Linked DNA regions of Dromaius novaehollandiae: region 1 is linked to region 2. A link is a contact called in public Hi-C data. All regions are on one chromosome and are shown on one strand. The core of a region is the stretch at or near the end of the contact, and the rest is flanking DNA. Distances in the headings are between cores, read along the strand shown.

The links. Hi-C and Micro-C count contacts between places; a contact is called where the count stands out from the background.
Region 1: a contact with region 2 is called in a Hi-C map of brain, with 3 times the contacts expected there. The contact joins the promoter of MLLT10 here to the enhancer-like site in region 2. A contact is called at or near these places in 2 of 4 Hi-C or Micro-C datasets (brain and liver).

Annotation. Positions count from the first base shown.
Region 1 is chr2:21,242,255-21,249,408 of bDroNov1.hap1, forward strand. MLLT10 (MLLT10 histone lysine methyltransferase DOT1L cofactor) reads right to left here and starts at 2,553. Exons shown (of 21, transcript XM_026098559.2): 1 at 2,472-2,553. SKIDA1 (SKI/DACH domain containing 1) reads left to right here and starts at 267. Exons shown (of 3, transcript XM_064505952.1): 1 at 267-339; 2 at 722-768; 3 at 3,612-7,154.
Region 2 is chr2:21,115,779-21,122,583 of bDroNov1.hap1, forward strand. It overlaps MLLT10 (MLLT10 histone lysine methyltransferase DOT1L cofactor), which reads right to left. Exons shown (of 21, transcript XM_026098559.2): 13 at 1,173-1,290. Among named protein-coding and RNA genes, the nearest start is that of SKIDA1, 120 kb to the right of the region's middle. Within about 2 kb of position 2,048, at least 1 of the 2 cell types and tissues checked has open chromatin away from gene starts, as enhancers often do.

The DNA of each region.
Region 1 (7,154 bases), core at 1,303-3,802, 130 kb after region 2:
CTAGCAGCCCACCCTGGTGCAGGCAGCCCTTGCTCACCCCGCTCCCACGTTCCCTGCACAAAATCAGGAGGTGTTTCACTCATCCCTTCATCCAAAAATTCCACCAAGCTCATAAAGGCGCCGCTTCCTCTTTTAATAATCAAACAGAGCAGCAGATTATTTTTGGGGGTTTTTTTTGGGGGGGGGGAGGGGCAGAGGGGTGGGTCACTTTGCAGTTACGTTTCCAGGGAACCTCCTTCTCCAATTTCTACACAGAGTCAGACATTTCACATAGTCACAGGGGGAAAAAAAAGTACCAAAGAAACACATTATTTGAGGATTTCATTCCCAGAATGTATGGTAAGCATGCTACTTTTTAATCTGATTGGCTTGACATTGGGGGAGTGAGTTATATGTGAACTGTAAGGCTCTATTTTGCCATTTGCTATTTGAAGTCTAATAAAATCAAGTATTTCTCTCCGCCACGTTAAAAACACCAAGTAACAGAAAATGAGGCATCAGGATCTAGCAAAACACTCAAAGCAAGTGAGGAAGAGAGGGGGAGCAACACATGACATTGAGGAAAAACCATGACTTGATTTAAATAATTGCATAATATTAGGATTTAACTTTAAAATGTTTACATTTGTGTGATTTGATTAATGTCACATTTGATTTCCTTAAAGCCACTGACAAGGTACTTTAAAACATGAGATTAACGTCTACCAATAATATTCAACAGGCAAATCCTCTTCCAGGCTTCCTATCTTTCTCCCCAAACAGAAGCAGGTAGGTGTATAATTTCCTTCGACTGATGAAAACTCCCCTTTCTCAAGGCATGGCTAACGTCCTTCGGGCGATTTCGTGGAGCAGCCGGCAAAACGGCCGTTCCCCCCACACGGCTTGGTCCTCTCAGCCGCAAGGGCTGTCCGAGCCCTGCAACGCCCTTTGTGCTCCCTTGAACCCCCTTCCCTCCTCCTCTACGCTGAAATTCCCTCTCCACCATACTTTTTCCCTCAAAAATAAGGGAAAACGCTGCTATTTGTGGGTCCCTTCCTCACACGTAAGAACTTCACGGTGATTCAAGGAACCTTCCCTCTTTCTGGAACCTACTGCCTCCCGTTGTACCGCGGCCCTGAAAGGACCTGCGCGGGGTGCGCGGCCGCCCGACAGCAGCCCCTCACGCATGTCCCCCCGCCCCGGCGCTATTCCACCCCGTTAGGGGTTAGGGCAGTATTTAACCGCCGCCCCGCTGCCTCCGCATGCCACCGCACTCCCGGCGCCGCTCCTCGGCCTCCTCGCACGCCGGCCAGCGCCGCACCGGAGGCTGCTTTAAACTCCACCGGTCCCAGGGATCCCACTTTAAACTCGCGCGAGCCTCACCCACCATCACCCCCTCCTTCTCCTCCTCGGCAGCCCCCACCGGGCTCCCCCCGGACCCCTCCCGCGAGCGCGCAGCGGGCGGCGAGGCGCCGCGCCTGGCTCTTCCCGGGCTGGCGGGGGGAGGGGCGGGGCGGGGGGAGGGGGACGGTTACGGGCGGCTCGAGCGCGGCACGAGCGCGGCCGGCGCGGGGAACTGTGGGTAGGAAAGTGGTCGGGCGGCAAAGGAAGCGGCGGGAGGAGGGGGAGGGGTGAAAGGTCAGCGGCCGGGAGCCCCCGCGCCCGCGCCAATGGCGGGCGGCGCCTCCCGCCGCGGGGGCCGCCCGCGCCCCGGCCGCGGCGGGAAGCGCTTCGCTCCGCGCGGCTCCGCGCCGCCTTCCCTCACAACGAGCTGGGGCCGCCGCCGCCTCCCCCGGCCGCGGTCACGGAGCGCGCGTGCGGCGGCCGCGCGGGCCGGGCCGCCGGGGCCGCTGCCTCCCTCGGCAGCGGTGCGCGGCGCGTCTCGCCGCGGAGCCGAGCGCCGGCGATGTTTGTTTGCACACAACCCCACCCCCACCCGCTCTTTGCTCTTTGATGCAATTTATTTGATTTGCAAATAATTGCAGATTTTTCCTCTCCCCCCTCCCCCCCGCCTCCTAACCTCCGCTTCCTTCCTCGCCACCTCGCTAGTCACCGCGGCGGTCCTCGCCGGGAGCGCGCTTTAAGGCGCCCGCCGGGGTTTGGGGGAGCCCCCGAGCGACAGCGCTGCCTCTCGGGGATCGCCGGAGCGCCCGGGACGGCCGCGCTGCCGCTGCCCCGGAGGGGACCGGCCGGTGAGTCCAGAGCCGCGAGCCCCGCGGCTCCCCGGGCCCCGCCGCGGGCACGGCTGCGGCGGCGGCCCCCGGCAGCAAACGTGTTTTTGTTTAAACCGCGCTGCAACTTTCTCAGCGGTTCTCGCACCCCGGCCCCGCCGCGCAGCCCCTGGAGGTAAAGTCGAGCGAGCCCACCCGCCGGCCCTGCACAATGAGGCTCAAATGGAGGAAGAAAATGTAAAATGTTCAAATGGAGAAGTGGTTCCCTTTGTTCTTTCATTGTTTCTACACGAACTGGCGGCTACAAGGACAAACACTTACCTTCTCTCCGTTTTGCTCCAAAACCCACACGTTCCCATCAGCTTTAAAATACACAGTCCACCTTGGAAGTGACTACAAATGTCGGGGGAGTTTGTATTCCATTCTTTTTCGCTCTCTGCTCTTTTTAGTGTAAGATTAAGTTGCCGAGCACGTTGTTGCAAGCTGTAGCCCCCCGCCTTAGTGAATGGTCACGTTTAGGACCCTCCAAGTCCATCCTAATTCTGCCAGTAGAATTGAGGGTATTGGAGGTCTAAACTTTCAAAAGGAAAAGGGCCTGCGTCTATCTAGCAAACCTGAAAATACACTCAGTTCTTCGCCCACTGCGACAAAATAGATGTAAACATTTTGCCACAGACAACTCCGTGAAATATACGTTTTAAAGCTTACATGTAGAAAAGCTGTTGTATTCGACGAGATAAGCTAAAAGCAAACTAGCGTGAAGTGTAAATCTACCTCGGCGCATTCCACAGCGGGAATCATTTCTATCTGGAGTTTAAAACAAACAAATAAATACGAGCATCATGCAGAAATATAAAACGCGAAGTTTAAAGGGAAACGACGTCTGAGAAGAATGTACTATCCAGGACGGACTGCAGAATCACTGCTTTTTTAAGTGTCCCTTTCTCGCAAAAATACTGCTTTTCATTTTTCTTCGGTGCGACTTAGGCGCGCGAGAAGAACCCGTTTTCTGATTTCTTTGTAGTCCAATCAGTGGTTAGAGCCCAGCCACACAGGCAATACTCCCCCAAACCTTGCTTTAATCTGATTATGATGAGATTTGCTGATACAATGAATATTTGAAATGATCCTTGTGTCTTAGTAAACGGGATGAATTTTCAGGCTCCTGTTTCCAAGGCTCCCGGAGCCCGCTCCGGCGGGGCCCCGGCGGGGTCGGAACCGGGCGACCCAGCCCCCTCCTGCAGCGCCCAAGGGCGCCGCATTAATTCAGCCCAACTCCCTCGGCCGGGGGTTGGAGCTGCATCCCTAAGTGCCTTTTACCCCTGCATCATCACGCATTTGCCAATTGAAAAATAAACAAATAAGAAAGAGGATGCAGGCGGCCCAAGTGATTGTGGGACTGGGAGTGTGTGTTGTCTAATCTCTCTCTCTCTTTCTCTCCCCCCCTCCCCCTCCCCCCAGTGTGGCCGTAATAGCAAACTGGAAAGCCGTTTTATTTCATAGGAACATATTACAACCAGCAAGGTAAATAGGGACTCGTGGGAGGAGATGGAAGGGGGGAGGGAGAGGGGCTTTTCTTTGATAGCGTTTAATTGGAATTGAAACATTCTCGGGCTGTAAACATTCTTTATTTATTCAGCACACATAAGCGGGCATTGTTTTATCACCGTCATAATTACGGTGTCCTTTAAACTGACTGATAGCAAAGGAGATAAGGGAATGCGCCTGTAGCTCCAGATCAAATCGCTGGCTCTCCCCGGGTCACCAGGATCCGTGCAGTCCTTGGAGATGAGGAGCGCCGGAAGATTGCGGCCTGGCCATCCCTTACGTCATGAGAGTGATTTGTACCACATTGCTAATTTGGTGCGATTCATAACCTTCTGATCTCCTATGTTTGCAACTGCTTTTCAGCTCAGAGGATACGTTTTGGGGGATGCAGTTCCCGAGTATAGAAATTAAGACTGATCACCTATGTGCAGGAAAGGATCTTATTTCCCAATGTTTGTTGCTTTACCTTTGTCTAATTAAAAATGCAAACTTTTAGGATCCTTTCAGAACAAAGCCTCACCAAATCCCCTTTACGTCCAAGGATTTGCAAATTTATAAAGGCTGCATTGAATTCAGCATGGGTCAAGGGGCGAAAAAAGGGTAGAAGGTCACTGCATTTTGATTATGGGTCAGTAAACAACATGGCATGTAGTATGTGTCCAGAAACTCCTTCTAAAAAGTATTTTAAAACTGCCAGGAGTATCGAATTTAAGAAATAGTGTTAGCCCGCGATGATTATAAATTGCACGAAATTCTAACGTGCAAGTGACACCCCAGGCCCCGCGGAAAAAATACAACTTTAAAAAACACTTAGCAGAGCTCTACATTACCGCTTTGTTTACAAAAAAATAAAACTCCTAGGGGTAACTGTGTTAGCCAGATTATGATTTTTTCAGTGGCGACTGGCATTTCTTTGTCCTACACACTGAGGAGATTTAGTTATACATTCTTATTTGTTGTCATACTAGAATTTACGGGAAATTTTAAGTACTACAGTCACATTTGGCTGACTTTAAAATAGCAGAAGGATCCTATTATACTGTTCTTTGACCCTATTATATTTACGTTACTGGACTCTTTGTGATAGCCTCTAACTGCTTTCTGTCTGTATCCTCTTTAAGCAAAATATGCTTAGCAATATTTAAAAGCAGGGTATAGGGTTAGAAAACAAGTTCTCATTTGAAATATATATTTCTGCCCAGAGTCATGAAAAGGAAAAGGTTTATTTAATGCTTGTCAATACCTGAAGACATGGTCCAGCACTTAACAAATAATAATAATACTCTAATAATGTGGCAATCCTAGTGTGAAAATGCACACGACCTCTTAGGTTTTCCTGAAGATTTTCAAAAGAATTCTCCCCCTTAGTACAACTGCTGGTGGACATCGCTGTTGCATTTCCCAACTAAACGTTTAAAAGACTGTAAATGGTGTGTGCATTACTTCATTGCAGAAGGAAGAGGTCAGGCTGAATTGCGCTGGTATTTAAACATAATCATACTATGAAAATAAATCAAAACATCACGTAAAAGGAGCATTTTAAACGTTTCATACATTTTCTTTCTGGAACGGTGTGGTTAAACACTTCCTTGCGAGCATATATATTTTAACACAAGTTTACAAAAATGAAAGTATACGATTTGTAATAAATGGGAATAGGACTACAGTGAGGTATTACGAATATTATTTTTCTCTTTCTTTCCTAATGAGGTTTATCCTTCGGCCAGACAGCTTCAAAACTGAAATACTACTTACTATAGAGCGTAGATTGCAGATTGCACGCTACTCAACGTGAAAAGGAGCACGTTTGATTGATAGTCTCTCTGTGTGTGTGCGCCTATACACACAACTCTGCATAGTTGCATGTATGTGTGTTTGGCAAAAACGGGCATCGCTGCGCGTTCTTATCTTAAGAAATGGGAGACAAATGCCCAGCCCTTTAATCATGTTCATCTTTGATCACGAGCGAGGGTGACACAGTCCACAAAATTAACAAAGAAACTCCCTTGCTTTCGAGAGACAGCTACATATGCATCTGGGTCTGCACATACATGCACGACATACGCGCAGACACACAAACACACAGACACACGCAGACTCCGAGACAGTAAATTATTGCATAACTTTTCATGTAATTGATACCAGACACCTTTAATTTTTCCTTTTAATTCTTTTGGCCAGCTTTCGCATTAACAATCTAAGCCATAAACGTTGGTAGCTATTGATCGCAATCCCCTGTGTGCGTGCAAATCCATTTTAAAGTCCCCTGCCTTTAATGTGCGGGTGCGTGTGCAAGGGGCCTCCCCGGCTCCCTCCGTCACGATCTCCCCCCGGCGTGCTCGAAGACGACCCCGGATATACAACGTGCGCTGATGGCCACAAGAAAGCCGCCTGTTTCATTTCGCACCAAAAAAAAAAACCCACAAAAACCAAAAAACAAATGCGATGGAGAAGTAAAGAGAGAGAGGTCTCCGTGGGAGAGAGACGCGACTGAGAGTGTGTGCGTGTGTGAGCGCAGGGGCCGTGTGTGTGCGGTGTGTGTGACATTTCCTCAGACTTCTGGCGGTTTTCTGCCTTCCAGCGCTTGGCTCTGGCCGGACCCAGAAGCTCATGGCTGTACCTTTCTGAAAAGAGAGGTTTGGCGAGTAGCCGCTACTAGTTTAAGACGTTTGATAGCGCCAGAATTAAACAAACAAAAATCATGCATTTTTTAAATAGTTGCCGGATCCCACCGCCAGACCGTCATCCGCAGGGAGCGCGTGTGCGTGGCGGTGCGCGGCCCTGCGCGTGAACGTGCGCCTGTATTCACACGGGCACCAAAACCAGCCCAACTACCTGGCAAATAAATGGCTTTTCAGCTCATGGCGTTTTTTTGGTAGCGTCTTCTTAAAAGCTTTCTCGGAGTTTACTGTTCCCTTACTGTTGACTCCATAGCCTTAACCTTAAAGCAGGGGGAGGAGAGCCGCGGGGAGGGGGTGGGGGTGTTGGCAGCATATAAGTGCATCAGGAGGAATTTTTAAACGACCTTATTGTCTCTAGCTCTAGAAAGACCACGATGATTTCTTTTTAGCGCGAGCAGCTGTTTTCTCTCGCAACTTCGCTTTCGGCTCCAGCGCCTGACACGACGTCTCCTCCGCAGGCGAGGCAGACAAATGCCCGCGGGTAGCCGCCGCCGCCCGGCGCAGGGCGGCCGGCTCCGCGCCGCGCAGCGCCGCGCAGCGCCGCCGAGCCATTGTTCCGCGGCCGCGGTAGCGCGGGCGGCTTCTTCCGACTCGGGGACGGAGAATGCAATCTGCTGCGGCTCCGCTGGCTCGGGCGGCGATGCTCTCCTTGGGTTTCCGAGGGGAGAAGTAGGCATCGCGGCTCGCACACACATGGATTAAGTTGAACAGCGGCGATTACATCTGCGCGCAGAGCAACAGTAGGCGAGGGCTGACTTTTCCAATCTCAGCCCTG
Region 2 (6,805 bases), core at 798-3,297:
ACTGCTGAACTGTAGCATGTAAGGTGTTGTCCTTACACATTTCTGAGGGTCTACCAGGCCACGGATTATGTTCACTTCTTTCATTCCTTTCAGTTTCACAGCACAGAAGTGTGGTTTGCATTTGCAGTACCCTCCCCTCAGCCACTTTTAATTTCTACGGTGAAAGTAATGAATCACAGCTGTGGACAGCTAATCTGTATGCTTATCACAGCAAATCCTGATGCTTTGTATTTTTTTTAACACTTTGCATCCCAAAACAACTCATAAAATATATACCGCACTAAACTTGCCACCATCATCTAACGAGCACAGTCTATTCTACGGATTTACTGAAAACTTTATGAAAGCATGTAATTCACAAATTCCTATTTATAAGCAAAAGTATAGGCAGGACCCTTGCTAAAAGGTAGTAAAACAAACAAAAAAGGCCTCATTAAATACAGAAACGTTTTGCTTGGAAGGACTCAAAAGGGTTATTTTCCCTATGGCCTCTCAATAAAATAACCCTATCTGCCCCCTCCAAGGTTGCCCTCCCCCTGTTCGGAGGCAGGCGACCTCCGACCCCTCGGAGGGCAGAGACATGACTGATCCATTCTTGGTAAACTGCCCGCTGCCCCCTCCCCCAGCAGGCGCGACCGCCGCGACATGTCAACAGATCCTGAGGGGCGCGCGGGAACAAAGCCGCCCCGCGCCCCCGCACCGCCAGCAGGGACCCGGCACTGCGCTGCGGACGGCCCTCCGCAAACGCTCACGACGTTATTAAATGCCGCAGAAGTTCTCTGGCGGGATCCCTCGCGCACAAACTTGTGCGTAACGCAATTTCATGAATTATGCAAATAAAGGTTTAAACTATTCGCGACAAAACCCAGAGCTGTGTTACCCTCATTGCAGAGAGCTAGGAACCGAGCACATCAATCACGGAAGTCACAGGAGACATTGTTGCATTCCTGCCTGCTGATGGCTCTGCTTAAACATTTACATTTAGACAGTAAAAAAAAAGGCAGCACATAGCTGTTCTGCAGGACAACCGAGAATTTACTTCCAACACCTAACAACTTTATACCGACGCTTAAGAACCAAATGTTGAGCTCAAAAATAAAATTTAACAATCTTTTTAAAAATCCGTCTGCCTGGAAAGTAGCACAGGTTTTCAACGCCAATAGCAAGTTTACCTGCTTGACTGGTCTCAGACTGAGCAATAAGCGCTGCCATGGCCGAACTGGGATTGAGCCTGTTGCCGTACATGTGGGACGGAGGCAGACTGAGAGAGGATCCAGGTAGGGTGTTTGCCTGCAAGAGAACAATTATAACTTGAGTCCTTTTAAAAAAAATGGGGGCAAATACTAACTATGTTTTAATGATGTCTTCCTAATGCACAATCATTAGTTCTTTAATAAATTAATGTATTTAAAAGAGAAATTTATTATTTTCCATTTAGGAGTACAGAAATAGAATTGCAATACTTTTTAAATACAGCAAGCATTACAGTGTGGTTTACAATCATCTTTGGTAGATACGTTAATAGAAAAACCTTCTAATAAAAATTTACTGTAGCAAATCTTAAAAATACCTAAACTGCATTTTAAAACAACCACTATAGCAGGACATCCTTGCAATCCTGAGGTATGCACTCGACGCTAGGACTTAGTAGCATGGTGACCATGTGGTTATCCTACTAATTATTTAATCTTATTAAACCATTTACAAAATAAGGGCAGGTAGACAACAGATGTCTCACAAATGCCTGGGTTCCTTACATCACAAGCCGGCTGTGGAGGTCAAAAGGTCCAACTTTCAGCTCTATAGTTTAACTACACAGAGCCATATTTCCTTTGCTCTGCTCTGTCATTAGTAAAACCTGCACACTATTTTGTTACTTCCTATTTTGATAGACTTGGAAGCCTGGTGTTTTTTTGTTTTGTTTTGTTTTTATTTTAAAGAATGCAAACAGCCATTACAAGTATGTTTTCTATACAATAGGGGGCTCAACGAATCACAGCTTTGCCCTGACCCCATATAAGGAACTGTATTTTTGGCAGTTGGCCAGCTCTACTTATTGAAGAGCTCCCAAAGTTTGTGTTCATTCATGTTGCTAACCACAATTCTGAAGGTCTCTGCTGGGACTTGTGCCAAACAAGCGAAAATGAACCCTTAAACAGATGAAGCTAAGGAGGCTGGCCAAAATCTTGCATAATCCAAAGCAATAAAAATACTTTTGTCCTTGGCTGCTTATGCTTTTTCCCCTTTCGAAGAAAAGATGCATTAAATGCTGAGTTTCAGAGACAATCTAAGAAAAAAGGCATTGCTGCTGATGAAAAATTTTGCATTTCTGGCCTGATAAAAAAAATTATTTTAGAACAAATAAAAGATTATAATGTATTTAGAGGGGAAAAAACATCATAGATAAAATTTGTGATCTCACAGGTTGTCTAAAATGAATCTTTGAAGAAAATGTAAACAACCTTTACAAAATAAACTTTTTTTTTTTTAAACATGAGAAAAAAAGAAGGTAAAGAGTAAGCAACTCAATTTGTGGGACATTTTGACATGTATAACTGCACACAAGAGACAAGGGAAACATACTGGTTATTACAGCAAAAATATTACAGAGTATAAACTATGTCTCTGGAAAGAATCACACACTACCATTAAGTTTTGGCTTTCAGCCAACATATTAAACTTGATGAATGGACTTTTATGAATTCACACAACTGTTTTCAATGATGCTTTATTTACTATATACTGGTGAGAAATTGTGCCTGATACTTGAGTTTTTCTACTGTCACAAAGCTAGAAAATGCAACAAGAAATTATTTCAGATGATTGGGTTTTTTCCACTTTTAATTTTAAAGTTATGTGTAAGATCGCAAGACATGGAACCACAGTTTCACTTCAAATTCAGCTCTTTTTTTTTTCCTTTGCAGAATTACATGTCTCTAGTAGAATTAATCTGAATTAGTCATAACTCTTAAAATAATACAGGCATTTCCACCTACCTGGGTACGCCAACAAGTTCCAGAAATACAGTACATTACTACTGTGACACTTACTGACAGAGGCGGCAATACCGCACAACTCCTGCTGTTTTCCTCAGTAAACACCTATAGCACGATTCCAACTCAACTATTAGTGCTCACTAGTAACCTTCAATTTTTTTCCTGTTTTCCTCTCAAAACACAAACCCCAACAACATAGTTTTTGTCAAATTCTTTCACTGAAAAAAAAACTTACAAAATGAAAATTACTACATACAACCATTATTTCCTTCCAAATCTGAGGAGACCAGCAAGATAAAAATCTGCACATTCTTAATGTAAATAAGATCATTGAGATTGTGAATTCTACTAATGTAACTTAAAAAAAAATCCTACAAACACTCTGTTTTATTTCCGCTTAGTTTTAGAATATTTCTACAAAACAGGCTTTTCTTTCTTAATTCTAGCAAGTGTACTGCTCACATTTTGTGCAGAAACTGGTGTATTTACTCTCATTCTTCTGTGTAATTCACTGCAAGGCTACTTAAAACTGCACAATAACAACTATACATTAATTTATAATGGCAAGGCATCTAGAATCAGCAAGAAGAATACAGGTGTGACTGAAACATGCACAAACAGCTTTAAGAACTTACTTAAATTAGAAGTATCTAAGAATATTGAAAGCCGTTGCTAAAGTGCGTTGAGTAACTATCGCATCACAAAAGACATCAAAGGGATTAAACAATGTTTGCTAAGTGGACTGATAGATCAAAAGACTTAGCACGATTTAAACAATATCTAAGAACCTGAGTTTTTTCACAAGTGGTGGTTCCCCCTAAACTCAAACCCTGTTTATAATTTAAAAGGCCAGTAAAGGTGTCCTACAACAAGTTGGAACTACAAAAGTTCTCGTGACATCACATATCCTGTGCAACTCTCAAAGGGAAAAGTCACATTAATAAAATTGTTCAAGTAGCTGGAGGTAAATTAAAAAATATATTTTTTAAATGTCAAAATAAAATGACAAAAATAAAGATTTGAGAAGCTTTACGTATGTGACCACTTCATCTGACAGGAAAGTAGAGGAGGTGGACGAGCACTACCTTATTTAAAGGTGAAATAGGAGCTTCATGTTTCACTCACAGTTGAAACAAGCTGTAGCAAGCATTTATTAAAAATGCGCAATCATCTTGTCAATATATATTAAGGTGACAGGATTGAAACATATTCTGAAATGCAGCACTTTTAAAGCTGTAGTACTCTTTATTTCAGCAGATTCTATTTAAACAGTCAACATACAACACGTAATTAAAATGTATGAACTAGTGAAGAGACTGCTTAGTATTTATTCTGAAACGACTGCAAGTTTTCTTGGAAAGCATTTTAGCAGAAGGGTTTAAGCCTATCTAGAGGTATATACTATATTGCTTTCATTTATGGCATGTTCAATAAATCAGTAAAGCAATAAGCAGCAGAGCAGCACAGAATAAAGATATACTGTAATTCAAGGAATACTTGATTGCAATAAGAATAAATGACTGATATTTGATTGATGCTTAAAAGCACTTCCTCTACCTCAAAAAAGTGCATATATTAATAGGAAAACTATATATGCAAGTTAACTGAATTTAACCAATAAATGAAAATATCCTGTGAAATATTTAAAATACAGCACATTTCTTATATTCTTACATCATGCCAGAGTAGTACTTTGCTCTAACAGTATGAATATAAAGTTTCCTAAAGTAACATCTATTAGCATTCATAACCGTACATTAGCTCAATTTTCCATGGAAAACAGTTCCTTCATTTACAAAGTTAAATGTTCTTTAAAAAACAAATGAAGGGGAGGAAAAGGAGACAATACTTAGCTGTATACTATTGTATTAGAAAGGTCTCAAAATTTAGGAACCTTTGGGCATGCCTGTTCCCTGTTCTTTTCAAGTTTTATGCTCTGAATTATTTTCTGATAACAGGCCCCATTTCTGTCCCAGCTCCACATCAGTAAGTTTTTAATACTCAGCGTGTGATAGGAGATGAAACCAAGTGTGAACAACTTTCAGGTCCCATGAGTAGGCTGACTGTTGAAGCTGTCAGGTTCAATTGCATCATTCCACATTATTCAATGCCCTGAACTGCTCCCTAATTGTTAGGGGCTTAACATATTCAAAACCATTGTTTAGGTTAATGCTGAAATGCCTACAGTTGAGCTTCCATAAAGCAAGGGGAGGGATTTAATTGTACTTAAACCATTACTGAACTTTCCTCCTTTCATGATAGGACAACAAGGATGCCCTTAACAACCAATTCCAAGACAGCTTCTTAATAGTTTATATTCAATCACCGAATCTTTTCCCCTTGTGCTTTAAAAATGGTCACTGCTATATTGTAGTTTTACATTACAATCCTTTGATGATGCTTTAAAATTAGTGATGGATCATTTAATTACTTACTCCAGTCCATACATACTTGTCAAGAATAATTTTAAAAGATTTAAGAGAGTCTCATTTAAAATAAAAACATATCATGGCTCCTGCATTGTCTATACTCCTTAAATATGATTACCAAATTAATGTGCTTTGGGTCATAATATTTACCAATCATGCTAGGTTTTTCTCACATGTGTAGCACCATGCTGCAACAGAAAGCACAAAATATCCCTCTGTTGCTATTAACACAAACTGAAGAAATCAAGAGCATTAGATAATACTAACTACAAGCAAACTACTTCTGAAAAATATACTGTAAACTACTCAAAACAGCATACAAAAGATCTGATGCAGGGTTTTTTTTGTTTTTTTTTTTTCTTTGTTTTTTAAGAGAATGAAGTAAACAGAGATCCCAAATGAAATGTAGAGCTAAATATTCGGGGGGGGGGGTCTGTTATACTTTTGAGAAGATATTACTAATGCTTTACATAGTCTAGCTTCATGAAATGAGGGAGGAAATTCAAACACTTGACTTAATATTAGCAGAAGCATACTTTATCTAGGAAACTCTGAAGTCATCTTAAACTGACATATTTTAGTCAATGGCAAGCAATATTCATCTGAAAAATACAGTATGGACAATAACATCAAAAATAAAACCTACATTGTGATTAAATGAGCTTAGACACCCAAAGATACTCATGCGATGTACACAATGTTAATAAAGTCAACTGCTTTTTCTGTAAAGTGAAAAAAGCTGTCTACCAAGTGATAGTTGCAAAAGCAACCTGCCCTTAAGATTCACCATTTAGCCTAGACAAATGAGGAAAACTGATTTTATCGCTACAATTTTACAAAGCCAATTACATTATGGGGAGCATACTACAGCCAACTCTTCTTGGTATTCAGTGCAATGGGAAAGAGAACATGCTGCTGCCTCCTCTTCCCCTGCCAGGCACCTTTGGTACCACCCGTGATTTCATTTAGGGGATGTGGAGGAACCACTGCTGCACATCATCACTTGCCTTCTCTCAGTTCTGTTAGCTGTTCACATGGTATGCAATACATACCGACATAAAAAGCGGCCAGACTGCAGTTACTGTAGCAACACCCTAACTTATAGGAAACCCAAGAGAAACTTGTGCCAAATCAATAGCTCTTCATGCATCACTTGCAGCAATGCAGCTCTTGAATACTTTCACACAGATACGGAATATGCTTAAAAATAATCATCTAGACCTTGTTTCCTACAAAAAAATAATTCAGGCTTTCCTCTGTATTTTCTTGTATGCCAAGAAATACCACTGGAATTGAAGACAACACAAAAAATCCTTAGTAAAATCCTGTTTCCACACTTCTGAAAGTCACCACAAATGTAACAAGATAAACACTACTTAT